3 separate regions of the Mus musculus genome follow, and regions 1 and 2 are each linked to region 3. The links are chromatin contacts, called in public Hi-C and HiChIP or PLAC-seq maps. All regions are on one chromosome and are shown on one strand. The core of a region is the stretch at or near the end of the contact, and the rest is flanking DNA. Distances in the headings are between cores, read along the strand shown. Region 1 overlaps Dock4 (dedicator of cytokinesis 4). Region 2 overlaps Dock4 (dedicator of cytokinesis 4). Region 3 overlaps Dock4 (dedicator of cytokinesis 4).

Region 1 (2,942 bases), core at 288-2,787, 290 kb after region 3:
CTGTGTACCTCTAGACAGAAATATACTCAAGAGGAGGATTTTTGCATGGAAATGATATTTTGGTCTGACTTCTCAAGTCCAGGCCACAGCACTCAAGTCACAGAACTTAGCTACTTAGAAGACAAAATAAATAAACAGACTCGGGGCTGGGGAGATGACTCAGTGCTTAAGGGCACCGACTGCTCTGACAGAGGCCTGGGTTCTCTGAGTTATTAAATAAATAATAGGAGAAGAATTATCTCTTAAAAGTTCCAAATACATCAATTCACAAATGATATATAATGGAAATATATGTATTTTAACAAAGCAGAACTCTTAATAACATACAGTAAACAACACACTCAGTTATTAAAGTATAAAGACAGCTCCTTCTTGTTTAATAATGTTTATACATATGGTTGTATCCCTAGTTTAAATAACATGGGATTCAAGTTGAAGATACTCTTTAGAAACACACATGGATAAGCAATGCATTTTAGCCAGGTCTGAGTTTTGGTTTGGGAGGACATAGCATCATGTATCGCAAGCTAGCGTCTAAGCTGCCACTATCTCCTAAGTATTGGTATTTGGTATATTGGTTTGGGAGGACATAGCATCATGTATCCCAAGCTAGCGTCTAAGCTGCCACTATCTCCTAAGTATTGGTATTGTAAGCATGCACCACAATACTGGACACCAAGGCTCTACTTCAGGTCCAGAGAGAGTTCCTCAATAAAGGTGCTTGCTGCCAAGCCAGAGGTCCTACATTCCATCCCCAGAACACACACAGTAGAGAAGAGAACCAACTCCCACAAGGTCTTCTCTGACTGCCACATACATACATACATGGGAAGTGAATGTAATTTTAAGAAGAAAGAAGATGACGATTCACATGGTCTATTATTCACTAAGGCTACCCTTCCCAAACTCTTTAGAACTGCATTATAAGCACACATTGCTCGGCTACAGCAGCACAAGCATCCCACTTCCATTCTGCCCAGATACGTTTTCTACGTTTCCCCTTGGTTTAGTAATCAACACTCTACCGTAAAAAGATATTCACCTAAGCATACTTTCATGGCAAATATTTTTCCCTTTTGCTCCAAATGCCCTCAAATATACCCTCACAGGTATGTCTATGAGCGACCATAATACTATAACGTCTAGTCATCCCACACTGAAAATCCTGCCTACAACTCTAACCAAGACAAGGATTCAATCCAGGAGACATGCCCTGATTGCCAAAAGCTCTGTGCTGAATTGAAGAGGTTGGAGACGCGGGTGAAAACACTTTCCTTAACTACACAGGAACAGTTCCCAGGAGCGAAAGCACCTTTTGATAAACAGAAGCCTCCATCCAGAGAGGCTTGGAAGCCTCAATTTAATTACTCCCCCATCTTCTGCTTATGCGACCAGACTCACTCCTTCTCTTCCTCCGTTTAGCCGCCCAGGCTGCTCTCCCTTGGGCCTCTCACTGCTCCTGGGCACATGCTCAGCCTCTCTAACACACTTCCAGACACTGGGTTCTCTGCTTTCTGCGCCTTACTTTCACAACATCGAGCTTTCGAGTAAACTGTGGCTGAATCAACATTTTTCACTGGAAGTCTGTCTGAGACAGTGTTGTACGAGAGCCACGGAAAAGCTAAAGAGCTTTAAGATGTGAAAACGACAGACAAAAATAACCAAAGCCGTTTCATTTCTGCAGTATAGCCCAGTTCCATCTCAAAATGATCCACGGCCACACAGAAGCACACCCCTGCTCCCCAGAGTGCACAGGGAGGGCATGACAGAGACGGTACCAGAGAAACAGCTAAGAGCCCCACTAATACTGAGCAGATTTACAGACGGGGTCCTTAATAGTTTATATTGCCCTCAAGATCCCCTTCATCTGTCTGCTGAGGTCTTCGTGTTTGTTTAAAGCATAAAAGCTATAGAATCATTTAAAAAAAATCAAAATAAAACACAGCTATCAAAATATTAAGAAAACTACAAAATAGTTATATTTGAGCTTCTCTGCTGACTTGCAGAACTTATAGGGACGAATTGCAAATTTCAAAAGTACTATGATTTCACATACTAAATACTAGCATGATTTGCTGTCATCATGTAAAACTGAGGAAAGTCACATTTCAGTGAGAGGTTATCGACAATGAATAGGTCCCCACCACCACCACAAACAGAATTTGGAGAGCCTGGCCCTCCAACTGTGGGCTCCTTCTTTGAGTGGTAATAGCCCTACCACAAATGTCTTCCCAGAATCTAAAATGATTCAGCTTTCTTAAAGTACCATTTCTACATTCACCATCATTACAAACCTAGAGTCAGATTCAACTGAGTGACAATGCACCACACATTCCCCATTTCCGCCATTGTAGCCCCAAAATCTGATTCTTTGGAACTGACATATATTTTTTAAATAAGTAGTTTCACATTATTATCAATACACAAATATTGTGTTAAAGGTGAAAATGTCTGATGAAATTGTCAAATGTTATACAAAGATACAAAGCACCCATTATTCTGTGCATTAATAGAATCCTTCAGGTAATTTCTTTAGCCAATGTACTTTAATCTTATGCAAAAGCACAACCACCAGCTAGCTCAACAAACCACCCATTATCCATAGTCAGCATATGTTTAACATATCCAAGTCAGCTTATACAATGTTGGGCATCTAGAAACATTGCAAACATTAAGCCAGTACTTCAGGTCCAGCCTATGAAGTAGTAGCTAATGACTGCATTGTCCAGATATAAGGAAACTGAGTCATGCAGAAGTTGACAAGCTTAGTCAAGGTCGCAGAGTAGCTAAGTTGCAGAGCTTGGATCAATGCAGACAAGTTGGCTGACAGGATCCAGGTTTTCAACTATGCTCTTTCGCTTTGTCTTTCCCTGTTGCACATCTCTTTTTGGCATGTGGATTTATAGAAACTCTCCATGGAGATTTTTCAATGTCAATAAATA
Region 2 (2,851 bases), core at 35-2,534, 320 kb after region 3:
CATATGCATACACATGCTCATATATATACACAAATGTGACTTTAACAATTTCTCATAACCAGAAGGCTCATTAATTAGCTCTTTCTTTGGACTGGCTTAAATCTATTATTCATTTCAGATAATGAACAATCATATAGCATATCTTACAAATGATTATGAATCAAAACAATACGAGGTGTGGTAGTACATGCCTATCACCCTAATACTTAAGAAACTGGCTCAGGAGCATAGGGAGTTTAAAGGTAGCCTGAACTGCATAGCAAGAGTATGCTTCAAAAAATAAATAAGTAAAAGAATTTTTAAAGACTAAAAAATACATCTCTTAATGAAACAAATGAAGTGCTTCCTCCAATTAAAATGCAGACTAGTAGAGAAATATCTCTAATCTGAGCTTCCATTGCTTCCTATTTGACCCCTCCTCTAATCTAAAGGCTGAGAGAAAATGTGTTCACACAACTACATGGAAATTGAAGTGGGCTATAATAATTTCCCTCAATGGTTTGAATTACTTCTGGGGCATATGCCAAAAAAATCTCAGAGTGATCTATCACCGAAATTATTTTTAATGATCAACTGACAACTCAATTAGTCCTCTTTCAACTTTGGAAAATAAAGGATTGGATGTCACCTGAATTGTAAAAGTATTTGTTATGCTGTCGTGACCGTCATTAATTTTCATCAACAAAAGCACCATGATTTCAATCTTTCCTCTGTTTGGAGCCCAGGTGTTTTTCCAACCCCAGAGTCTAAAACACATCTCAGCAAGATGAGAGATGAGCCAGAGCCTGGCCTTTCTCTTGTGGAGAAGAAAAGGCCTCCTGGGAAAGGACAGCCATTGATCTGAAACAGAAGGCCTCCCCACAGCCCCCAGCACACTCCCATCAGACCCTGTCTGAGTCCAGAAAATCCAAAGATTCTAACTTGATCCTGTCATGTTCCCTGTGGTCAAACTCTAGTGCAAATAAAGGCCTGGGAGGTTCTGTCTTCTCTCTTGCAGAAATGCCATTCTGCCAGCCTTCTCTCTCATTACAGCTTCCCCATTATTGAAAACAATACAAACAATTTTAATAGTTCAATTTCCTGGCATAGAAATGCATATTGGAAAAAAATCTTATACATACAATGCTTTTTACTTGGCTTCTTTGGAATCAAAACAGAAAATCCTGTATTTTGCACAAACCTGCCAATTACTTCATTTTAATTACAGTGATTTTTACCCCCTAGAGTCTACTAACCACCAAACCCTGCTCAGTAACAATATGGGAACTGACTCATTACAGTAAGCTGTCTCCTGAGTACTTAGCTCCTCTCTCTACCAAGTGTGTCTGCTCTGAGAACACTGTATTTGGTGATGAAACTGCACACAGACAAAAACAAGTTTGTTGCTGGTGGGTGTGTTTGTTTTTGAACGAAATTGCAGCACAGATGTTGGTCATCAAATTGTGAACAGCCTCGAGAGCTGGGCTGTGGTCCTCCTCTGACCTAAATTGCTTTAGGTTACAGGGCCAGTGGGGTAAGGGGTTGACAGGAGGGGACACAATTCTCCTGCTAGCCAAGTTCTAATTCTAGCCATCACTGTTCCACAGCCACACTCTTGGGGCACCCAATCAGAGCCAGAATAAGTAGCTAGGGAAAGCAGGTGGGACTCACGCAATCTGTCCAGCTGTCAGTCAAGACAAGAAACAAGGTAGAAGAGAAGGTACTCGGCAGTCAGGCACCCGGAGCTCAGCCACTTCACCCCACACTCAACCCATGAGCTCACTGAAGAGAACAGGCATGTTCAGGGTAGTATAGCCAGGGACCAAAGAACCGTCCTGTAGCACAGGATTTCTTCTGTAATCCAGGGATGAGAAGAATAGAAGCTTCCTCGTGAGATTAGTTGATAATGCTTTTGAAGCAGTTAGCCTGGGGCCGGGCAAAGAGATCTGCTCATCCGCGGGAGCTCTTCTCACATTAGCTTTACATATTTGACCATCTTTGTTAAATCAACTTGTAAATGTCAAACTCAATAAGAAAGATGGGTTTACATAAAAGAATTTTTCAAAGACTCACTTAGAGGCTATCCAGATCTTTATTGACTCAGAAGTACTGTCCACGGGAAAGAAAAGACAGCTGCTCAGAAGAAATGCTGAACTTTTTTTCATGCTATATTGGTAGCACAGAAGCAATAGGTCACCAGTCCACATCTGCTGTGTGTGTGCATGTGTGAGTATGATCTGTGTGTGTGTGTGTGTGTGTCTGTCTGTCTGTCTGTCTGTCTGTCTGTCTGTCTGTCTATGTCCGTACCCTAGGACCTTTATGGCCACTGAAATGGTCTGAAGGAAAATTGTCCCCACAGGCTTATTGGGACTGTCGTTATTCGAAAGTGTGGCCTTGTTGGAGGAAATGAGTTTCATTCACTTCCTGCAGCCTGCCGATCCAAATGTAGAACTCTCAGCTCATTCTCCACCATCGTGTCAGTCTGCATGCCGCCAAGAAAAAAAAAAAAAGAAACATTTTCCCTTTGCCTCGGTCATCCCAAGTTCCTTCATCGCGCTCGCTCTTTTCCACTCTACTCAGAATCACAGAAAAACCTGTCACTTAATGGAGCTTGCCAAATCATTCACTTGTACAGATCCCGATGGGGTAAACGAGCACATGGAATCCGAACACCATCAACTACAAAGGTGAGCTGAGAGACGCCGCAACGCCAGACACGACATGCAGCTCTGACAAAATGTAATGCAACTTTTAAAACCTGTCTGTTTTTCTTTAGCAAACTCCTCAAAGGTTATTCTAAACAGCTTTTGGCGATTACGATGCGCATTTAGGGTGCCAGGTGTTTGCTAAAAGGGAGGAAGTGTTTCTAGGA
Region 3 (2,923 bases), core at 244-2,743:
AATTACAGTATCAAGAGAAAATGGCACTCGTTGTTCACAATGTAACTGATTACCAAATGAAATCCCCGAAGCCTTTCTTTTTCCTTTCTACATAGTTTTCCTGAAAGCTCCAAGAATGACTATAAATCAGGCAAGCTGAAGACTCCCCAACCTATTGTCAAACCTTTCAGTTTTAAGATAGCATTCTTAAAACCCACACATCCAGAGTTGCACAGCTGCTAATTAATGAATGTAAAGTCAACTTGGACTTGCACTTGGCTATGAGCGCCACTTAGGTGATGGTTGGGCATTAATACCAACACAGGTGTATTTTCTAGGAGAGAAATGTATTAGTTTTACACTCTTGAAAGAAATCAGAACATTTCCCCAAACTCAGTGTGCTAATCTTCTCGGTTAAAAGAAAAATACGTTATAAAAATACTAGGTTCAAAATGACTAAGATCTATAAGATCATAAAAAAACCCACAGGCCAGGTGGGAAGTCCCAAAGCGCTGAGACATTATCATGCCTCAACTCTGGCTATTCCTACAGTTAGATGATACTTGATACAAGCAATCCATCCTGAGACTGTGATCACATTGGATCACTTGGGACCATCTAGAAGTCCCTTCCTAGAACTCCATTCTTTTTTTTTTTTTTTTTTTCCTATTCTCTTTGCAAATCCCAAACACCAAATTTACTAGAAATGACTTGCTTTGGTGGCAATCTAATAAGCAGCACTGGGGAAGTATTTAACAGTCCCAAGCCAAAAAAAATGGTCAGCATGGAAGCAGGTGCTGATCATCAGGCACAAACGAAGTTAATTTTCTAACAGCAAATCAGCCAGAGTCATACTTTGGAAAACACTGTATACAAATGTTATAATCACACACTTTTCTCCTCTCCCACTCATAACTCTCTTTAAAATCATTATCTTATAACAATGGCCTTATTTTCCCTTGAAATTACCAAGCGTGAAAAGAGTGAGCTTTGTTATGTAACATAGGCAACCTGTCCTAATCGGAGATTAAAATAAGGAGACATAACTAATCATCAACATAATAAGATCCACTTGCTAGAGGTAGGCAATTATCCTTTATTTCACACTCCACAAAGACAAAGCTCTCCTATGAGACCCAAGCTGTCTCTGTAGCTCTCGTCTACTGTGGTGCAGAACGGCTCAGGACCGACACCAGATGTCCTGAATAGAACCAAGTGGAGAGAAACACATTACTCACATACTGTTGAAGAGCTCACGGTACGTTTCATCACCTTTGCCCTCCGACATCAGGCTGTCCAATTTGTCAATTAGCTTGGCCTCCACCTGAAATACACCCAAATATCACTCTCCTTCCTCCCACTTCCCATGCAAGATTTTTAGGCAAATTGGTATGTATTTCTTTATGCCAGGGGAAAGCCGTGATACACTTTGTCAAAGTGACATTGTCAGCCATGGTTAATAGCAAGCCTCCCTTTGGAATTCTAGGGGACTAATTTAGATGCAGTCAACATGACTTCATACTCCTGGCTAGCTAGCTTCTTCTGCTGCCAAGGACAGCATCTATCTATCTGGGATCCCAACATAAATGCTAGCAGCCCAATTTAAATGTTTCGGTTCTTCTTTTAGGGACTATAAAAACTGGCAAGTCCCATTTCTTTTTCTTTTTTTTTTTTTACATCACTATATCTGAGAACATCAGCAAACTAGCATGCCCAAATACATTAATTTAAATCTTAAATGTGCTTTTTATCTGTTTTCTTTCCTAAAACAGTTTGAGGTTGCACTAAATCTTTGCTGAAGTTGAGAATCCATCCTAGCCATGTACAGATGGTAGAGCCACAGAAATAGTCTAAGTCAGCAGTAAGCGGCAGGAGAGTGAAAGGACATATTTCCTGAAAACTGTAGTCAAAACATTTATATTTTCAAGGACATAAATTCTTTATAACTTGAATATCAGAAAGGGAAAAATTTCCCTTTATCTAAACGAGGCAAGAGAAAATGACAACCTTTAGCCAGTGTTAAAGCAATTTGGGCTTGAGACGAATATTCAACTTTGTCAAAGGACTGAGCCCAGTTATTTCTTTAAAGCAAATGTCAATCAGGAGATAAAGATAAGAGGGAAGGAAAGTGGGACCCCCTACCAAGCACAGTGTGTTCATAGCTTTTCACTCAGCCATTAGCTTTCTTAAAAATAAATGTATATACGAATAACAAGAGAAATGCCCACACTCTTGGCAATAGGAAAGGTCTATGCATGCAATCAAATTGCTTATACAGATGACAAGCACTTTTCTGAGGTTTGAAGAAGGCCTCATGTGGAGAAGTATGGAGGTGGGCCACATCCTGTGGGTAAGCAAGTTTGAGAAGTCAATATGTGAGAGCATGTTTTTCCTACTTCCCCCAACAGACTTGGACCAGCAAAAGTGGCTGATTCTTTACAGATCTGATTTTGCAATCAGGATGTCTGTCTTCCTCAAACTGGAGCACCACTATTAGAACCGAAGTCAGCAAGAAACGATAGATTCATCCCCTTGGAATTTCCTTTGTGAGATTTTCCACTGCTTTCTCCTTCAAATTAATTTTCATTGCTCCAAGCTAAGAGCAATAAAACACACTGTGAATCAAATGCTCAGAGCTAAGCCATTCAGCAAACACAATGTGCAGACCACTGAGAACTCAATGGCTGAAAGAGTCATTAACCTTCCAGTTCCTCTGAGTCCCGGCCAGCTGGGAGCAAACAACCCTCTCTGTACATTCTTAAATACAGATCTGGAATGTCAAAGAATTTTGTTTTTGGTGAAAGGAATAAGATGGGATTCCAGGGTTTCCCTGGAGGCTCAGGGCAACAAAAAGCCAGAGGCATGTATCCAAGGCTATGTGGTACAGGGAGAACGGGTTCACCTGGTTCTGGGGCCATTGAACCAGTGTTCATTTCTCCACAGA

Evidence for each region. Hi-C and Micro-C count contacts between places; a contact is called where the count stands out from the background. HiChIP or PLAC-seq counts read pairs in DNA pulled down with a chosen protein or histone mark.
Region 1: a Hi-C map of cortical neurons shows a contact between it and region 3, with 1.8 times the contacts expected there. The contact joins two enhancer-like sites. A contact is called at or near these places in 2 of 484 Hi-C or Micro-C datasets (cerebral cortex and cortical neurons), 1 of 115 datasets of contacts at active chromatin or transcription factors (embryonic stem cells) and 1 of 9 other capture datasets (liver).
Region 2: a contact with region 3 is called in an H3K4me3 HiChIP or PLAC-seq map of bone marrow-derived macrophages, with 4 times the contacts expected there. The contact joins two enhancer-like sites. A contact is called at or near these places in 1 of 15 datasets of contacts at CTCF or cohesin (the NIH/3T3 cell line), 1 of 484 Hi-C or Micro-C datasets (uterus), 2 of 115 datasets of contacts at active chromatin or transcription factors (bone marrow-derived macrophages and fibro-adipogenic progenitors) and 2 of 9 other capture datasets (adipose tissue and liver).

What each region holds. Positions count from the first base shown.
Region 1 is chr12:40,495,141-40,498,082 of GRCm38.p6, reverse strand. All of the region lies in intron 1 of Dock4 (dedicator of cytokinesis 4), which reads right to left. Among named protein-coding and RNA genes, the nearest start is that of Dock4, 51 kb to the right of the region's middle. Within about 2 kb of position 1,537, at least 20 of the 459 cell types and tissues checked have an H3K27ac peak or open chromatin away from gene starts, as enhancers often do. A contact at or near this core is called in cortical neurons, where this site is marked.
Region 2 is chr12:40,472,349-40,475,199 of GRCm38.p6, reverse strand. The region is part of intron 1 of Dock4 (dedicator of cytokinesis 4); the gene reads right to left. Among named protein-coding and RNA genes, the nearest start is that of Dock4, 28 kb to the right of the region's middle. Within about 2 kb of position 1,284, at least 23 of the 459 cell types and tissues checked have an H3K27ac peak or open chromatin away from gene starts, as enhancers often do. A contact at or near this core is called in bone marrow-derived macrophages, where this site is marked.
Region 3 is chr12:40,788,456-40,791,378 of GRCm38.p6, reverse strand. It overlaps Dock4 (dedicator of cytokinesis 4), which reads right to left. Exons shown (of 53, transcript NM_172803.2): 32 at 1,218-1,303. Among named protein-coding and RNA genes, the nearest start is that of Immp2l, 230 kb to the left of the region's middle. Within about 2 kb of position 1,493, at least 71 of the 459 cell types and tissues checked have an H3K27ac peak or open chromatin away from gene starts, as enhancers often do. A contact at or near this core is called in bone marrow-derived macrophages and cortical neurons, where this site is marked.